Regions from separate parts of the Gossypium hirsutum genome. Here region 2 is linked to region 1. Evidence: chromatin contacts called from public Hi-C data. All regions are on one chromosome and are shown on one strand. Each heading gives the region's core, a stretch centred on a gene start, on an enhancer-like site or on the middle of the called end of the contact. The rest is flanking DNA. Distances are from core to core; before and after follow the strand shown. Region 1 has its middle 12 kb from the start of LOC107954833. Region 2 holds the start of LOC121219495 (6-phosphogluconate dehydrogenase, decarboxylating 1).

Evidence for each region. Hi-C and Micro-C count contacts between places; a contact is called where the count stands out from the background.
Region 2: a Hi-C map of leaf shows a contact between it and region 1, with 1.7 times the contacts expected there. The contact joins the promoter of LOC121219495 here to the enhancer-like site in region 1.

The regions. Positions count from the first base shown.
Region 1 is chrD07:46,857,738-46,860,892 of Gossypium_hirsutum_v2.1, reverse strand. No RefSeq gene overlaps it. Among protein-coding and RNA genes, the nearest start is that of LOC107954833, 12 kb to the right of the region's middle. Within about 2 kb of position 1,287, at least 7 of the 9 cell types and tissues checked have an H3K27ac peak or open chromatin away from gene starts, as enhancers often do. A contact at or near this core is called in leaf, where this site is marked.
Region 2 is chrD07:46,987,713-46,990,904 of Gossypium_hirsutum_v2.1, reverse strand. LOC121219495 (6-phosphogluconate dehydrogenase, decarboxylating 1) reads left to right here and starts at 1,789. Exons shown (of 2, transcript XM_041097764.1): 1 at 1,789-1,998; 2 at 2,978-3,192. The coding sequence starts at 2,986.

The DNA.
Region 1 (3,155 bases), core at 38-2,537:
TATTTCACTCACAATTTAAACTCTTTTTTTTAATTTCATACATATTGCATATATGTTAGGGTAAAGTACATAAATAGTCATTAAACTATTGCTCGTGTTCTATTTTGGTCATTGAATTTTATTTTTCTGATTTAGTCACTGAACTACTTGAAATCAAAAGTTTTTGGTCATCGAATGTTAACAACCGTTTTAAATTTGACGGAAGTGCTGATGCGGACTTTTTTTATTGGTCTAATAACAAATTTAGCCGTCTAATGTTTACACATTCTATAAATTTGATCCTAAATATAAAAAAAATTCAACAAATTTAGCCATCAATGTTTACAAAATTTGTCATTTTAGTTCAAATTCCAAAATTTTCTATAAATTTAGTCTTTAACATTTACAGAACGACAAATTTTAATTTTTAAAAATTTTATAAGTTAAAAAAAAAACCCAACACCTAAACCTCTATTTCTCCATTGTGCTCGCCTTTACTGTCAATAGAGTTGGCCAAGGATTAGGCTACTCGCCCAATCCTGAAAATCTGCCCAAAATATGGGATGACTTGGACAAATAGACCAAGCTCGAAAAATGGGCTTAGGCAAAATTGCAAGCCTACTTTCTAATTGGGCTAGGCTTTGAATAGAATTTTTGAAACCCAAACTTAACCCAGTCCAGCCCGGATGCATATAAAATATATTATAAATATTATACATTTTATTATAAATTTTAAATATATAAAATCCAACCCAAATCCAAAATATTTTTAATTTAAAGTCCAAACTTATCCTAAACAAAACCCAAAGCCGAACAACTCCTAAAAGTCTAAAACCTCATTTCTAACCAAGAGCTATTTTTCGTAGTTTGCCGTCAAATTCCATAAGGCAGCTCTCTTCTCTGCCATTCTCCTTGGGGAATCCCCGACTTCCTCCCAGTGAAGTCTGTTGGAGGATTTTTAGGTGAAATCAGTAATTAAAATTAGAAAAAGAATAAACAAAGCAAGGCCTAGGTGTAGTTTCCCCCAACTAAAAGGATCCTTTCAATTTATGATGGGAGATGTCAGACATTGGACTGCAATAAAGGCAAATGAAACGGAATTCCTATTTCTGATGTTTGTGCTACCAGAACCAGATATAAGGCATTCCTTTATTTTTGCTCTAGTAATTAATATAAGCTGTTACTTTTCCTTCTAGATGCTGTTTTATACTGTCAAATTACTTATTGTTGGGTGAGGCTGGGATAGGCCCGAATTACCCATATTTAAATAGGGCCGAGCTTGTACAAGATGCCAGGCCCATATTTCTTATTGGGCCTAGGCACAGAAAAACCCTTTGTCTAGCCTCGGTCTGAACCCAACCCACAGACAGCTTTAGCTGTTAGTAAAAAAAATTATTTGCCATCAAGTCCGGCGAAACTTGGATGACTCATTAGATCTGCCACTAGCCACACCTCCTCCATCTTCTTTGTCAACATGTTCATGATTGGATGAAAGATGGTGGCATTCAACCCACCATTTCCCATCATAGTTTGAATCATGCACAACGAATCCTTGATCATTTCGATTTTGTAGAGACGCACAATGAATAAATAAAACGTGTGCTTGCACGTGAGGCCTTTGTCTAAATGAAATAAGGTTTTGACCAAAGGGCCGAGGATCAAGCTAGAGGATTCTGTATTGATGTTGAAGCACCCATCTTTCACATGCTTGAGGAGGTAGCCTACCATTGCCATATATATGTTTCGGCCAGCTTTGTGAACTTGCATGTCATAGTCGGCCGATGTGGACTCGTCAGGTCAAATGGTCTGAGATAGAAAAGAAGCGCGTGAAGAAGTGGAGGATAGATTGGGGATAAGGGGATTGGTTGTTTGGTTTTTGGAGAATCAACTTGTTATTACAAATAAAGGTCGGAGAAATAAAAGTTCGGGTGTTATTTTTTTTAATTTACAAAATTTTTCGTTTTAGAAATGTTGAGCGCTAAGTTTATTGAATTTTATAGAATTTGAACTAAAATGACAAATTTTGTAAACATTGAAGGTTAAATTTGTTTATTTTTTTATAGTTAGGATCAAATTGATAAAATGTGTAAATAATAATGGGCTATATTATTATTGGATTAATAAAAAAAGCCCACGTCAACACTACCATCAAATTTCAAATGGCTGTTGACGGTCGAAGACTAAAAATTTGATTTCGAATAGTTTAATGGTTAAATCAAAAAAATTAAAAGTTCAATGATCAAAATAGAATGCATGCAGTAGTTTAGTGATCATTTCAGTACTTTACCCTATATGTTATTATTAATTTCAATACATATGTGTGATTACTTATTGAACATTATTTTTAAAAACACAGGTTTGATAAAATTACTAATTTTAGTTAACTTGCTTAGTTTATAGCAATGTTCAAGTTATGAATTATGTCAAGATTTGGCTTCTGAATTGTAATTTTTTTTTACTTTAGTATTTGAATTTTTTTTATCTCATTTTGATATTTAAAATATAATATTTTGGTCCAAAAGTTAAGGGTGTTAAAAAATAACCTATAACAAAATGCGATGTTGCCTTTATCCATGTCATTTGTTTTCATGGAATTAAAATCTTTTGAAATCTTGATAACGAGCTTAAAATCATGATAACGAACAACATTGACAGGTTCTCCAAACAAAACGGAAAATCCAACTATCTACGTGTTTTGGAATAGTTACAGTAAAAAAAGTATTTTAGAATAAATACAGTCAAAAGTAAAAAAGAAAAGAAAAAGTCATGTCTCATCATTCAATTGGTTAATGTGCTACATCAATAATCTGTTGACGAATTAATTGAATTTTTAATGTTAGTAACTAATTCGAACAACTATCTTAATTAGAGTGACCAAATTAAAAAAAAAAACTTAAAATGATCAAAAATAGAATAAACTCTATTTAAAGTGATCTTGAATGTAATTTACCCTTAATTTTTTAATTCCACGTGGATGAATTTTTATAGATAACCAAATTGTGAGATTAACTACTTAAAACTCGTGAAAGAGAGTGAAGGTCACATTTTATAATCGAATTTTTTGATAGCCTAAAAGAGGTTCTGCTGAAAGAACCAACCATACATAGGGCCTGCAGCCTGCATCCCTACCGAAAAGAAGTTGATTTTCCAAACAACTTCAACTTTGGGACCAAAAA
Region 2 (3,192 bases), core at 540-3,039, 130 kb before region 1:
TTTTGGCGTATTGCTACCATTTTTAACCAATTTTTTTTTGTATTATGATTAATTACACATAAATTTTCAGTAATTTTATTTAATCAGATTTCAATTGGAAAAAAAAATAATCAGATAATTAATTATCTATTTTAACGGGTTTTTTTACAAAATTATTATAAAAAATAAAAATAACCAAAATATTATAATTTTTTTATTTACCAAAATATTATAATTTTTTTTATTTACCAAAATATACCAAAAAAACAAAAAAACAGAAAAAAAAAACTTGACACAGCCTGATCAGGCCAATCACATTGGCGGCACCAAAGGTGCCAATGTGATTGGCGGCACCAATGGTGCCAAAGGACTAAAATGTTAGTTAAGGGTAGTTTCAAGGACCTGACATGCAAAATTTACCATTTTGAATTGTGGGGCGCACTAAAATTGAAATGTGGCTAATTGCCTTCTAAGCCCTCCTTATTTATTATTTTCTTTTTATTCCCCTTCAACTCACTTTTTTATTTAATAAACAAGCCATCAACTTATTTTTGTAGTTAAATAAGCTCTTAATCTATGATTTTTACTCATAAAAGCCCTTTATGTTATTATTAAAGTATATATATTTTACCTAAAATAAAGCTATTTAAAAAGTATAAACTAATTCGCATTTTATGTATTATTTTGATAATTTGATGAGAATAGTTTATTTAAAAATTTACTAAATAGAGTTATTAAGAATATATAAATAATTATAATTTATTTTTTCTATTTGGGTTACATTTATGGGTGATCAGTTTTATTATTACTTCTGGTTTTTCAATAAGGCATGTCTGGTATTTCTATTAATTTTTTAATTAAATCTAATATTAGTTAAGTGATAATTAAGATACTTAGAATTCTAATTAAGTAATAACTCTATTTTAATTTAATAAACTATTCTCATTTAATAATTCTATTTTAATTTAATAAACTATTCTCATTTAATAACTCTATTTTCATTTAAAATATAAAATTTACTGAAATATAAAATTTGTTGATTCGTAATATCTTAAGAGACTAAAAATAGTCTAACATGTTTATGTTATAAGTCTATTAAGAATATATTAAATTTATAAATAGATAAAATAGTTTATGTTTCCGTTATTTTTTTCCTTTTGATTTAATATTAGATAAGGGAATATATTAAATTCAGAGGATTAAAATTAAAATAGTTTAATTTAATTTTTTAAATTAAAATAGAGTTATTAAATGAGAATAGTTTATTACATTAAAATAGAGTTATTAAATTAAACTATTTTAATTTTATAAATTTAATATATTCCCTTAACTAATATTAAATCAAAAGGAAATAAATAATGGAAACATAAACTATTTTATCTATAAACATAAACTATTAAATTTAATAAATTAAAATAGAGTTATTAAATAAAAAAGTGAGTTGAAGGGGAATAAAAAGAAAATAATAAATAAAGAGGGCTTAGAAGGCAATTAGCCATATTTCAATTTTAGTGCGCACAGCATCAATTAACTTTCAAATTTTAAAATGGTAAATTTGCATGTCAGGTCCTTAAAACTACCCTTAACTAACATTTTAGTCCATTGGCACCCTTGGTGCCGCCAATGTGATTGGCCTGATCAGGCTGTGTCAGGTTTTTTTTTCTGTTTTTTGTTTTTTTGGTATATTTTGATAAATAAAATTTTTTTTATAATATTTTGATAAATAAAAAAAAGTTATAATATTTTAGTTTTTTTTATTTTTTTATAATAATTTTGTAAAAATCCCCTATAACTCAAAAACTAGAAATTAGACATAAAGTAGGCCAGTGGGGAGCCCTTCCACCTACTACAATATCAACGGCGATGCCAAAATTTGACCATTTTAGGATTTTTCTTTTCTTATATATTTACTCAAATTCTATCTACCCATTTGTCTATTTTCCTCAAAAACCCAAATCTTTGATTTCCTTCTATAAAAAAGAAGAAGAAAAAAACTGAGGAAAGAAGGGACTTTTTGAGGTTTGGGTTCTTTTTTCTTATGTTGAATTTCAATAAAGTTTGGAACTTTTGATCTGTTTGTTTGATCCCATCATGTTTTTAGTTTCGAAGATTTGATTTTTGTTGTTAATTAAGCAAAACCAATTGTCTTTCTGGCTTTTACTTGAGAATTCTTATCTGAGTTTGGCTGATATCTGGATTTTGGTTTTCTTTTTTTTCATTGCTAGTTTGGGATTTGAACGAATACGAAATTTATTCAGCTGCTATTAGTTGTGGATTTACAATAGTGTTATGTTATGTATGATCTGAGAAATTTCAGTTTATTTTCATCATCTATTTTACTGGGTTAGTTGATGAGTTTGTAGAACATGGATTCTTTATTTTTTAATTTGAATGAACAAATAGTTTAGTTTACAGAAGTTATAGGTTATGCAAGGTTTACCGGTGATTATATCTAGGGAGATTTTAATTCACTCATTTGTTAAATCTGCTATTAGAGAGGGGTTGTTTTTATTATTATTATTATTATTATTAAAGTTTTCTTATTTGATTCTCACAAACTGTTAGCATTTTCATTCCATTGTTTTTGAATCTGTTAACACTAGACGTAATCTTCTAACTGATTTTTTTTATTATCATAAAACATTAAGCTTTGTATTTAAGTAGAAGATTCCAATTAGCTTCAATGGTTAAGGACTTTGTTAGTTGTACTGTGGACCTGAAACTGATTTCTTTGTTTTGAAGAGAGATGAATTTTCTGAGAGTATGAGGGTGACCTATGATATATGGCTGATCCATTGCACATATATGATTGCTTTTAGTTTCAAGGACATTATATGATCACCGGTGTTATATGTATATATATATACATTTGTATGTATATGTGTGTATATATAATCTATTAGAAGTTGGTTTTCTCATTTTGTAGTTTTCTTTGTCTCTATTGTCAATTTTTATTTTCTTTTGGCTTGTCACTGATTATGATGTGCAAATTTAACAGGAAGAACTATGGCTCCACCTACAAGAATAGGACTTGCTGGTTTGGCTGTTATGGGCCAAAATCTTGCGCTTAACATTGCTGAGAAAGGCTTCCCCATTTCTGTTTACAACAGAACTACCTCCAAAGTCGATGAGACTGTTGAAAGAGCTAAACAGGAAGGGGATCTTCCTTTATTTGGATTCCATGATCCTGAATCTTTTGTTCAGTCGATCCAG